Linked DNA regions of Callithrix jacchus: region 2 is linked to region 1. Evidence: chromatin contacts called from public Hi-C data. All regions are on one chromosome and are shown on one strand. The core of a region is the stretch at or near the end of the contact, and the rest is flanking DNA. Distances in the headings are between cores, read along the strand shown. Region 1 holds the start of CPOX (coproporphyrinogen oxidase). Region 2 holds the start of ST3GAL6 (ST3 beta-galactoside alpha-2,3-sialyltransferase 6).

Region 1 (5,364 bases), core at 1,005-3,504:
TGCTATTAATATTGGGCACATACTGGACCTTCTTATATCACTAAACTGAGTATTTCTTCAACATTCTCCTGCCATCATCTGAAATCAATCATTGGAATATTCTCCTTTCAAATACTACTGTTCAGAACAGCATCCAACAGTTATGATATATGAGAGAAAGCTAACTAAGGTAAAAAATAGGAATGGGTAGACTTGAAGGGTGTTCTATTATTACTGAATTTAAGAGATCAATACTGTTTCAAAAATTTCTTTCTCAGTGGGCTGCTTACCTTTTAATTTGATTTACAGGCAATTAAGAAACAATTGATATTCAAACTCTGAAAAAATTCAGAACCTTAATATGAGTGAGACGCACATTAGTATTCAGGTGTATGAGCCTTACTACTCATTTTTTTCTTAAGGTACTAGGGTCACTGCAAGGGCACTGTTTCATCAAATTTCATGTTTGGCTTGTTATTTCTAAGAACAGTTAGAGCTGGATAGGAAATAAGATGATCCTGTACAACTCTCATATATTCCCAATGAGAAAACTGAGGGCCAGAGAGGCAAAACATCTTATCCAAGATCTAACTGATGACAAGTGGCTGAAACAAATTGTCTAAATGCTATGTTTCGGACAATATTCTAAGCACTTCACATATATTCTATCCATATACATGTGTAGTAGGAGGATTAAATAAGATGAAATATATATATGTATATTTCACAGATGGGAAAACGCCATAAAAGAGTAACCTCTAGGGTCACACAGCTAGTCTTGTACTTGAGATTGTGTCCTGGTTCAGTGGTCTTTACTTGAAAACATTACACGATAGAAAACTAGACTCCATTCAATATAGATGTGGCAGTATCACAGATCGAAATCTGCTGGTGAGAAGCTGCTGTTGTATTTCCAGCTAGGAAAAGTCAGGAATCCTTCAAGTTTCCACTCAAGATGTGGGGTTTCCCTGTATGGGCAACAACGTGTCATGAATGTATGCCTCTATGAGAACTGGATTTTGATGCTCAAATATTTTGCCATTGAAAGGGAAGATTTTCCTAGCAGGAAACCTGATGGGTGCATTTGGTAGCGCTACTGAGAAACCAATCAAATATATCTTGCGCAATATTAAAAAGAAGTGGGAAGAGTCTGACACAATGATACCCTAACTGGAGGAGTTTAGCTGACACTTAGCGGGCAGGAGATGAGTTCTATATCCTAAAAAGGAAAAAGGGCAAATTCACCCAGAGAAGGAGATAAACTGTGTTCCCTAATCTACTGAAATTTATGTTCAATAGCAAACTTTGGACATCTAAGCTTGTTAGCTGCAAATATCACTTAAGATTTCTACAAAAAATTCTGCTATGGAATTGCAAAGATTTTGAAATGCAGTACTCGAGTGACAGCTGATCCGTGTCCATACCTGCAAGCAGAGGGGTGGCGACCCTTTCAGCGTCCCTCTTTTTATCAGCAGTCTCTTAACCAAGCAGCCTCTCTGTGGGTACCCGCTACCTACTACCCTATCCCGTACTGTGAACTATTATGTTTTCTGTCTGAAACCTGGAACCTGACCTTTTTTCCACTCATCTCCACCTTCCGCTAGTGGCCGGCTTCCTTACCTTCTTTCCTCTCCCACCGGTCCACAGAAAAGCTGGCACCCCCGTCTACCTGTGCCAGAGCCTGGCACACCTGCGCCTGGGTCTCCAGGATCAGCAGTTCCATCTTGGTCTTCATGTCGGCCGGCCTCCTTCGCAGCTCGCCCAGGTCGGTCACAGGCGCGGCCATGAAGCAGCTGCAGCGGCGGGCCAGCTCATCCTCCTCCTCTGGCCTCCCCAGCGAAGGTTCCCGCGTCCCCGAGCTCTTGGGCACCATCTCCGCCCGCTGCACATGCCCGAAGGCGGCGGCGGCCAGCCCCACCACCCCCGCCAGCGCCGCGGCCAGCCCTGTCCCCTGCCAGGTGCCGCCTCTCGCCGTCGGGACGTGCCCCAGCCCGCGGCTCTGCTCCGTGCCAACCGGGCCAGGGGGCCGGCAGATGCGTCCGGCTGCGCTGCACGGGGACCCGGCGCAGAGACCTTCACAGCCGCGGTGGGACCAGGCGCGGGGCCCTCCGCAGCCGCCCCGCGCCGCGCGCCAGCAAGGGGCTGCGCTCAGCCTGCCCAGCTGCAAGGCCATACTCCCGCACGGTCACCCCGGGCAGTGCCTGGGTCCCAGAGTCGAGCCTCAGAGCCCCCCGGCAATCCCGAGCCCGCGAGCCCCGAAAGCAGAGAACCCTTCTGGAAGGGCCGCTGCCGGCGCTTCGGGCTCCCGCGGCGCGGGCGCGAAGCGGGGCACGCTGGGAGATGTAGTCCTGCTCCTATCGCCGCCTGCCGCGTCCCGGCGCTGGCGGGAGATAAGAATCCGGAGCGCCCGGAAGGGCTGATCTGAGGCGAGGAGAGCGGGGGCGGGGGGGGATGGGACGTGCTGTGGAAGCTGCCCGAGAGATAAGATGGGCTTTCTGATCACATACAACCTTGGGGCGGCTGTCTTTCGGCCTCGGGAAGAAGATAGAGTAGGGCTGGGAGGCTGAGGGCGGACCGGGGCAGAAATGCGGCAGAGAACGTAGTCGCGCTTACATTTTCAGAGTTTGCAGAATGCAGATCCCGGCCCAGGATATACAAACCCGCCCTTCGCCCTGGGTCCTGGTCCTCTAGAGTTTCTAGGGCTTGAGGGGGCGGGGATGAGCAGGCTGGGAAACGTCTTGCTTAAGGATGATTTTCTAAAGAGAGTGGGAGAAGCAAGTAATGGGCTCGGAAGGGGATCTGGGAGAAGAGTTTCTGTGATCCAGTCCGCACCACCGTTCTGTCCTCAAGATTTACCCAGGCGTTGCTTCCATAGTGCCTACTTGTTTTAGAAAAACGAAAGGCAAAGTGACTGTTTCCGTTAACCAGTAGAAAATTCCTGACTTGGTGCGTTTTGGTGATTAAGAAGAATTTTAAAAATAGTTATTGTACTGTAGGGTCTTTCAAATATTGCTCACGTTTAGTACTTACAACAACGGCTGCAAACTAGGCAGGGCAAAGTCCACACGTCCTCCCACTCTGGCTCCCTTCCCCCACCCTTTAAAGAAACGAGGAAAGAAGCTAACATGTGACAGGCAGCTCTTTGTCCCCGCTGTAACCATACCACAGCTTCATGGTTCCTGGGCGCAAAAGTGTGAGAACTATTGTCATGGGCTAATTTGTCCCATAAGTCTCCACGATTATTTTAATTTCTAGTGGTAGATAATAATTTAAGCCACTGGTAGCTGTTGCCACAAGTTTTTTCTTAGTGGCGGGATGCACTGACGGAATCTCCACGGCTTTTGAGTCGGACCAATTGGTATCTTATCCACCCACAACTGCACCTGGCAGTTCTCCCACTGGGACATGATGTTAGCAAGGTGGGTGTGCTTGCCCAAGCCTCACCACTGAGAATCAATGGAAAGTAAGGGCTTGGGTTGAGAAGTGACTAAGCTACTTTTTTTTTTTGAGACGGAGTTTCGCTCTTGTTACCCAGGCTGGAGTGCAATGGCGCGATCTCGGCTCACCGCAACCTCCGCCTCCTGGGTTCAAGCATTTCTCCTGCCTCAGCCTCCCGAGTAGCTGGGACTACAGGCGCGTGCCACCGTGCCCAGCTAATTTTTGTATTTTTAGTAGAGACGGGGTTTCATCTTGTTGACCAGGATGGTCTCGATCTCTTGAGCTCGTGATCCACCCTCCTCGGCCTCCCAAAGTGCTGGGTTTATAGGCGTGAGCCACCGCGCCCGGCCTGTGACTAAGCTACTTTTAGGGAAGAAAAACAATTAGCTTTTAGCCATAGCACCACCTGCCAGGAGGCCAAGTTAGAAGTGGAGGCAAGGAAATGAGAATGATCATTGTAGGAAAGGTTGATGCCCTCTTCTGGATGCCTGTGATGGGGTTGGGCTGGGCCTGGTGATGAGAAATGAACCTCATCAAATGAAAAGGAGCCTCTCTGCTCGTTTATTTGTAAGAAGATCCTTCATTATTGCTCTAATTCTGCAAATACCCATAAGGTTAGTAAAAGCTAAGTAAGAACAGACTGTTTTAAACATTCGCCCAGTCACAGAGGCTGATGCTGAGCAAATTGTGTACTAGCTTCCAGGTTTCCATCCCTCTCATCCTTAGCCTTTCTAAGCAAAGGGCCTCTCCGTTCTTCCTCTGGTTCCCCACACCCTCCCTACTGGCAACCTGTTATTTAATGCATAAGAAAGGCTTCAATAGCTTGGTTAGTATGGGTTTAAATCACCTTTCTGGGGGTTCAAATTGTTCCCAAGTGGGATACTCGTATTTAAATCATATTTGTCAGTGTGTGGAGGAAAAAAAAAAGATATCACTAATCTAAGTAATTTCTTACATCAGAAAACTAGTTGGGACAAATAAAAAGTTTCTAATTAGCTGTAGAAAGTAAGGTGTAAATTAGAAGTTCTCATCTATTTTTTAGCTTAGTTTCTTGCATCGCTTTGCAACTTTATTTTTTATGTGATCCTATCACAAAAATGATTCTGACTAGACTTACAGGTATTAGTAGTAAGTATTATTTTTCAAAATAATACATGCTTCTCAGAATCCTTATGAACTTTTCCTTCTCCTAAAGCCCTGTTGAACATAACTTATTTTAGGCCTGCTGGTGCATATTAGAAAGAGTTCTAATGTTAATCCCTCTGGTAGATTTACCACCTTCTAACAACACACACACACACACACACACGCATTCTCACTATTTTTACTAAACTATACTATTTTCAACAATTATCAAATTCTGAAAGCCAAAGTTAAGAAATGTATTGCTAAATTCACTTAGTTCTGTTGCTTTCAGATAGATATAGAAACTCAGGCAAATATTACAGAAAATCTGTGTTTACCTTGGCATGCTTCTGCCCAACTCATCAGAAATTTTGGTGGGGTGATGGGAGGAGTGGTAAGATTGGCAAGGAAGTAGAATTTTTAAAATGTTAACTCAATTTTTTGTCCTGGAACTTGTATTTTAAACTTTTAGGTCTATAGTAGCAAATGCTTACATAGATCATTAAAATAATTGGTTCTTAAAGCTGTATGTAGTCTAAATATCCAATGCAATTTAGTGTTGTTGACTTGCTTTTTCTTTAACTGGTGTAATTTTAAAATTATTTTTTCACAAATGTATAGATTACATTTCAGGGAGATTTTATGTAAGGGACCAACTCATGTTACCTATCCTTTCAGTCCCCTTAGCTTCTCCCTAATTCTTCCCTATAGTAATATTGATTGTAATGTCTGGCGTTGCAGCAACCACTTTGTGACTAAGACTCTGAAAGTTCCATGTCAAAGTTTGCGGAGCAGTTAGATAGAAGGAGTCTGAGTCCCGAT
Region 2 (5,587 bases), core at 923-3,422, 150 kb after region 1:
AAGTGCTGAATGGCCTCCTGTGGTAATGTGGGGAACCTGGCCTCTACCTGTCAGCGGTACACATAGGCCACAGCCTATGAAACAACAGCATTTATTTCGAAGAGATTGCACCACCATAACCAAAAAACAAACCTAGCAAAACGGGGCCAGCCCTATATGTACACTGCCTGAAAATTATGATTTTAGAGGCTTTTGAAAGACCTTGCATGTCCCAAGAGTTCTCTCCACCTTTGTGGCTTTCCCCTCCCAGCTTATTAGAATAAATCTTCTATCAAAAGACTGAATTAAATATACATATATTGGGAGAGCATTTTTTTTTTTCAAAACAATGACCAGAAGCACTAACCCGGAGAGGACTAAAAACTTTTAATTCCATCACCCTACTTAAGTCTTTGTCGGTTTCCACAGGAATATAAAACATTTACATAATAGCAATCATGTGCCCATACAGTAATATATCCTGAATTTTTAAAAATGAATGTTACACAGATCAAAACCACCGCCCACCACAGAGAGTTACATAGTGGTGATATCTTGGAAAGAACAATGAATTTGTCCCTAGGTGCTTTCCTTTGAGTCACAGCTCCAATGCAGGCAGTATATCACTTAACCACGTAACTCTGTTCCTTCCTTTCTACCATGACTGGCTTGCAGGTTGAGTGAGAGAACCAATACAACGCATGGTGCATGGCTGACTCATGGTGGGCAATGACTGGTAGTTAATATTTTTAGTGTTATTTTTAAAGTCAACATTTGACTTCCTGAACTGATGCGTTTTGTGGCAAGCACTGTGCCGAGCTTCTTTACAACAGAGACTGTTTTTATCCTAATTACACTTCAAGAGAAGTTGTAGTATCTCACTTTACACCTGACAAAAAAGAAGCCCACTGTGATGAAGCCACTTGCCCAAAGTCACACAGCAGGTCAGTGGAAGAGACAGCTTTTGAACTAGGTTGGGGTGAACAGTAGTTACTGGCCACTACCAAATATGAAACACAAACGTCACCTCAGAACAGCAGAGAGCCTCTCTTCTTAGCACATTACTTTGCAGATTCAAAAAGTCCAGAAGGCCAGAGTCAATGAGGAGAAATACAGTTTTAGTTTTTAAGATCATGAACAAGATGTACATGAAGAACCCAGAAGAAATTAAAAGAGCAGAGTACACTTCAACACCAATTAGTTCAAATTGACAACTTCCCTCAAACTCTTTCACTATCCTGATGTCTCAAGAGCCACGTTTAAAATTACGAAATCTGTGTAGGTTATGTGAAAGGCAATCTGTAGAAAGGGCAAAGAATATGAATTATCTGAGCCCTTCAGCTTTTTTTTTGCTTAGTAAGATTGGGAAAATAACAAATGGTACCTCCCCGGGCTGTTGTTATAATTAAGACAAATACCAGAGCAGTTTGGCAGGTGGAGGCAGGCGGATCACTTGAGGTCAGGAGTTTGGATCCAGCCTGGCCAACATAGTGAAACCCTATCTCTACTAAAAATACAAAAATTAGCTGGGTGTGGTGGGGTGCGCCTGTAATCTCAGCTACTTGGGAGGCTGAGGCAGGAGAATCGCTTGAGCCGGGAAGGCAGAGGTTGCAGCCTGGAGTGCAAGATCCTGTCTCAAAAAAAAAAAAAAATCTGTATCTATAGATATAGATATGGAGAGAGAGAGAGAGACAGAGAGACAGAGAGAGAGAGAGAGAGAGAGAGAGAGAGAGAGAGAGAGAGAGACAGAGACACCCCGTGAGAAATACCAGAAAGCCCATCACAGATGAAGGACTTTGTTCCACTTCATGACATATTGCCAACTTTGAATTGCATCAAAATCCGTGGGTCTTCTCTCTGGGGTCATTTGATCCCACGTGATTACACTGCTTAGTGCCCAAAGGTTGCAGCTATGACTTGAATGTTTCTAGACAAGGAATTATTTGACAGACACGTTTTAAAAAGTATTCAGAGCCATCCAAGTAAGAGGACATTAATAACGTAGGCTTTTTTCTAGGGAGCCAAAAGGCAAAACACGTTCCACCTTCGTTCTCCCTAAAGTTATTGTCAGCTTCAAAAGATAAAAAGTACTCACACATTTGCTCTTGGAGGGCAGAGCCCCGGAATTCAGGAGCTCTCTGCACACTCCTCCCTTTCGGATGGGACCAAACCTTCGGCTGAGCTTTGTGTCACAGTCCGCGGCGCGACGAGCCTCCGTGTTTGCCTCTGCGCCCGCCAGCACGGCCGGGAAGGGGAGTGTCCCGCCGCCCCTCACTCCAGCTCCTGCAGCTTTCCAAACACACCAGGGCGGGATGGGAGTGTCTTCTTGGCTGTGGAAATCGATCCTCCTACCTTGTCCTGAAGCCACCCGCCGCCTTTCCCCGTCCCTCCCTCCGCGGTGATTTTCCGGCCCCGGCGCCCGGCAAGGGCGCGCGGTGGAGTCCGCCCCGCCCGAAAGGTAGGGACTGACTGGGCTGCGCTCCCGCGTCGCCGCCCTGGGAACAGCGAGGCCCGCAGCCTCCAGCCGCTTCGCACCTTGCTCGGCGAATCAGCGGCGGCCGCGATCACCGCGCAAGTGGAGTAGCTTCCCGCGGCTCCAGAGCGCTCGGCGCAGTCGCCCAGGACCGGGACTCCGGAGCCGCGGGCAGCGCGCGGGCCGGCGGGAGCCTGAGACTCCGCGCAGCACTGCGCCCTCCTCTGCTCCCCCGCCGGATCCGGGAGGAAGGAATCGTGCCCGCGCCACCTTCCTCTGGTTTCCGCCGGCCGCGGCTCCGGCGGCCCGATGCGGCAGGCGCCGCGGGAGAGGAGCAGCGGGCTGGATCGAGAGCGGCCCCCCACCCGATCACGGAGCCCCGCACGCCTTTGAGGTCGTAGCTGCTGGGCCTCGGAAGGGCACTCTCGCCGGCCGGCTTCGCTGTGGGTTCGCAGTGCCCGGGTGAGGGAGATTGGGGTGCGGGGAGCCCGCGTCCTGGGCCGGGACCGGGCGGCCTGGGGTGTGTGCCGCCCCGACCCTCCGGCGTTTCTGCCTCTGAGGTCAGGGTTGGGGGTGGGGACGCGGAGGGGTGCTTGCTCCTCCACACGCCCTGCCAGCCCCAGGGAGCGTGGCGTGTGGGGAGTAAGGGGGCCACGGGCGCTGGGACCCGCGAGCCAGCCGGGGTGCGCCGCAGCGCGGCCGGGAGGGCGCCCGGGGATCCTGGAGCCATGGAGGGCAGGAGGGGCGCGCAGCCTCGCGGGTAAGCCCGAGAGCCGCGGGGGCAGAGAAAATTTGCCCTGGGACCCTCTTTCATCGAATCGCCGGCTGCGAACCCGGGAGGAGTGTCCAGCGCCTCCTTCACTATTGTTTTCTTGGGAAAGGGTCTGTACGCGAGGAGGGCTGGGGTCTGGAAGGTTCTGGTCTCTTACCGTAGAAAGTTTTCCGAGAAACGCTTCTTCCCTCTGCAATAGAACTAGACCTAACAAAACAAGCACCGAGACAGTTTAGGAGAAAGGAAGACTGTGAGTAAATCGCGGTGTTTGGGCTGCTGTTAATTTTCAAGATAAGGGAGAAACAACTTGTCACGTTGCGGCCGCCGGCTCCGGAGCTCCCGGCAATCTCAAGCTTCTTTCTTAGGTGCTGTTATTTTGGCTTAAAAGAAAATATATAAAAAGCGACGTCCAGAAACCAAAAACAAACCCAAAACACCTTTTTTTTTTTTTTTTTTTTTTAAAGGATTTTCGGTAGAGGGGGTTGGCAGGGCGGTGGGGAGGAGCGGGCGGGGTAGGAGAGGCTGCTGTTGAAAGGTAATATTTAAAAACTGTGTGTGGCGGGGGGGCGGGATAGGGGTGGAAATAAAGTAGTGACTGCTAGTGTATCGGAAACCACAGCGATTCTAAACTCCAAGACCCATTTCCCTTACGAGGACCAGCTGGGTGCTATGAGGAGGTGGCTCGTTAAGGAGACTGCAGAGCTGCTGGAAGCTCTTCGGGCTCTGTGCTCTCGTGTCCACGCCGACCTTTGAGCCTAGTTAACTCCTTGGGTCTCCAGTGGCCGCCTCTATTACGCTGGCCCGAATGTTTGACTTTGCGGTCTTCAGTTTTCTCACCTAGCTGCAGACCATGAAACTTGTCTTTTTATTTACAGGGAGATGTTAAATATTTGGAAGATCTGCTCAGGCTGCCAGGTTATTTTCCGTCTGAAGGCATGCTGATTTGACATTCACAAGTTGGTTTGTTGCTTTCTTTTTATTTTGCTAAGAACTGCTCTTCATACCAAGATCCGCGAAAAAAAAAAATGCCCTTAGATTGTTATTTATTGTCTCTGAGTAAGGCCAAATTCATCAGAGGCTCTTTAGATAATGGCAGTTTTGCTTATAAGAAGATAATTTTTCTAAAACTGTTGCCTTGGTCTGGTTACCTAAGCTGTTCTCATGGTCGAGATCCTCATTCCTTGTCATGTCGCTTTCCTTGAATTGTATTTTTACTGTGGTTGCTCAGTGTATCAGTCCCACATTGAGCTGTATGTTGTTTAAATGGTGCGGTACAATGGGACTGCAATTCTGACTACATTTCAGTAGATTTGTTGCAGATAGTTTGTTCTTATGCCCTAAATCAATGAAAAAAAAAAAAAAACCAATAAACCGTTGAGGCTCAGAGAATAATAGTGTTGACAGAAGAATACCATTAAGAGACATACCATTTAAAAACATCAGCCTGTCTCCTGTTAAATTGTAAATCACGAGTTTTCTCATTCAGTGACAGAGGACTGGATTTCACAGCCATTTAATTCTGTTGGAGACATTTCTGTGTTCCACATCATGTGGAAGCTTATGGGAGAAGTGAGTAATGCCAGGTTTCCCACATTTCCCTGATAAGCATCATCTGCTAACTATGCAGACTGCCAGATGGCTTCCATGGAAATTGTGCTTCCATCCAGGATTGGGGACCAGGGATGTATTTAGCATGCATTTTAGGTGATGCTTATTGAGAAGGTGAGGGAAGCATGGAACTCCTTTTTGGCACCCACTCTGATTCGTGGTGTGTTTTTTGTATGCCATTTTATTTAATCTTCCTGACAAAACTCCTGCAACAAAGGAATTTTTAGCCCCATTTTATAGCTTAAAAAACCAAGATTGCCTTAGGTTGAGTTGCAGTGGCTCAAATAAAGGTCTGGCTCTACCTCTGTCCACACCATCCCAGGAATCCTCTTTAGTATACGTTCTGCACAAATTCTTCAATTCCCTATGTATATCTTTCTCTTTTGCCTGGCATATTCTCAATTTATACATACCTTGGTCTGAATATACCTTTCTAGTTATCCCCAGGCTCGGCTTCTTGATTAGGTGGTCTGCATACCTTGCCTTCATTTTGACAGCTTCAGACTTTCACCAGCTAGGTACCTTCTGTCTTCTGCACATCTCTGATGTGCCACTTAGGTGTGTGGAGTCTGGTGGAATCTAGGAGTTTATTATGTCGCCAAGATGGGAGGAAGCAGATTTTGTGAAGTCTTCATGGAGTTTGAATTGTATTCTAATTAGAATGGGATGCCAGGAGATTTTTGATGACAGCTCAATGCAGTCTTCACCTAGTGGTGATGGGCTTTCCTGTCTCTTCTCTTTCTTTTTTTTTGAGA

Evidence for each region. A called contact is a pair of places that touch in the nucleus more often than the background predicts.
Region 2: a Hi-C map of skeletal muscle shows a contact between it and region 1, with 3 times the contacts expected there. The contact joins the promoter of ST3GAL6 here to the promoter of CPOX in region 1. A contact is called at or near these places in 2 of 3 Hi-C or Micro-C datasets (both in skeletal muscle).

Annotation. Positions count from the first base shown.
Region 1 is chr15:89,725,229-89,730,592 of calJac240_pri, forward strand. CPOX (coproporphyrinogen oxidase) reads right to left here and starts at 2,255. Exons shown (of 7, transcript XM_002758871.4): 1 at 1,600-2,255. The coding sequence starts at 2,152.
Region 2 is chr15:89,871,350-89,876,936 of calJac240_pri, forward strand. ST3GAL6 (ST3 beta-galactoside alpha-2,3-sialyltransferase 6) reads left to right here and starts at 2,173. Exons shown (of 14, transcript XM_078352205.1): 1 at 2,173-2,437.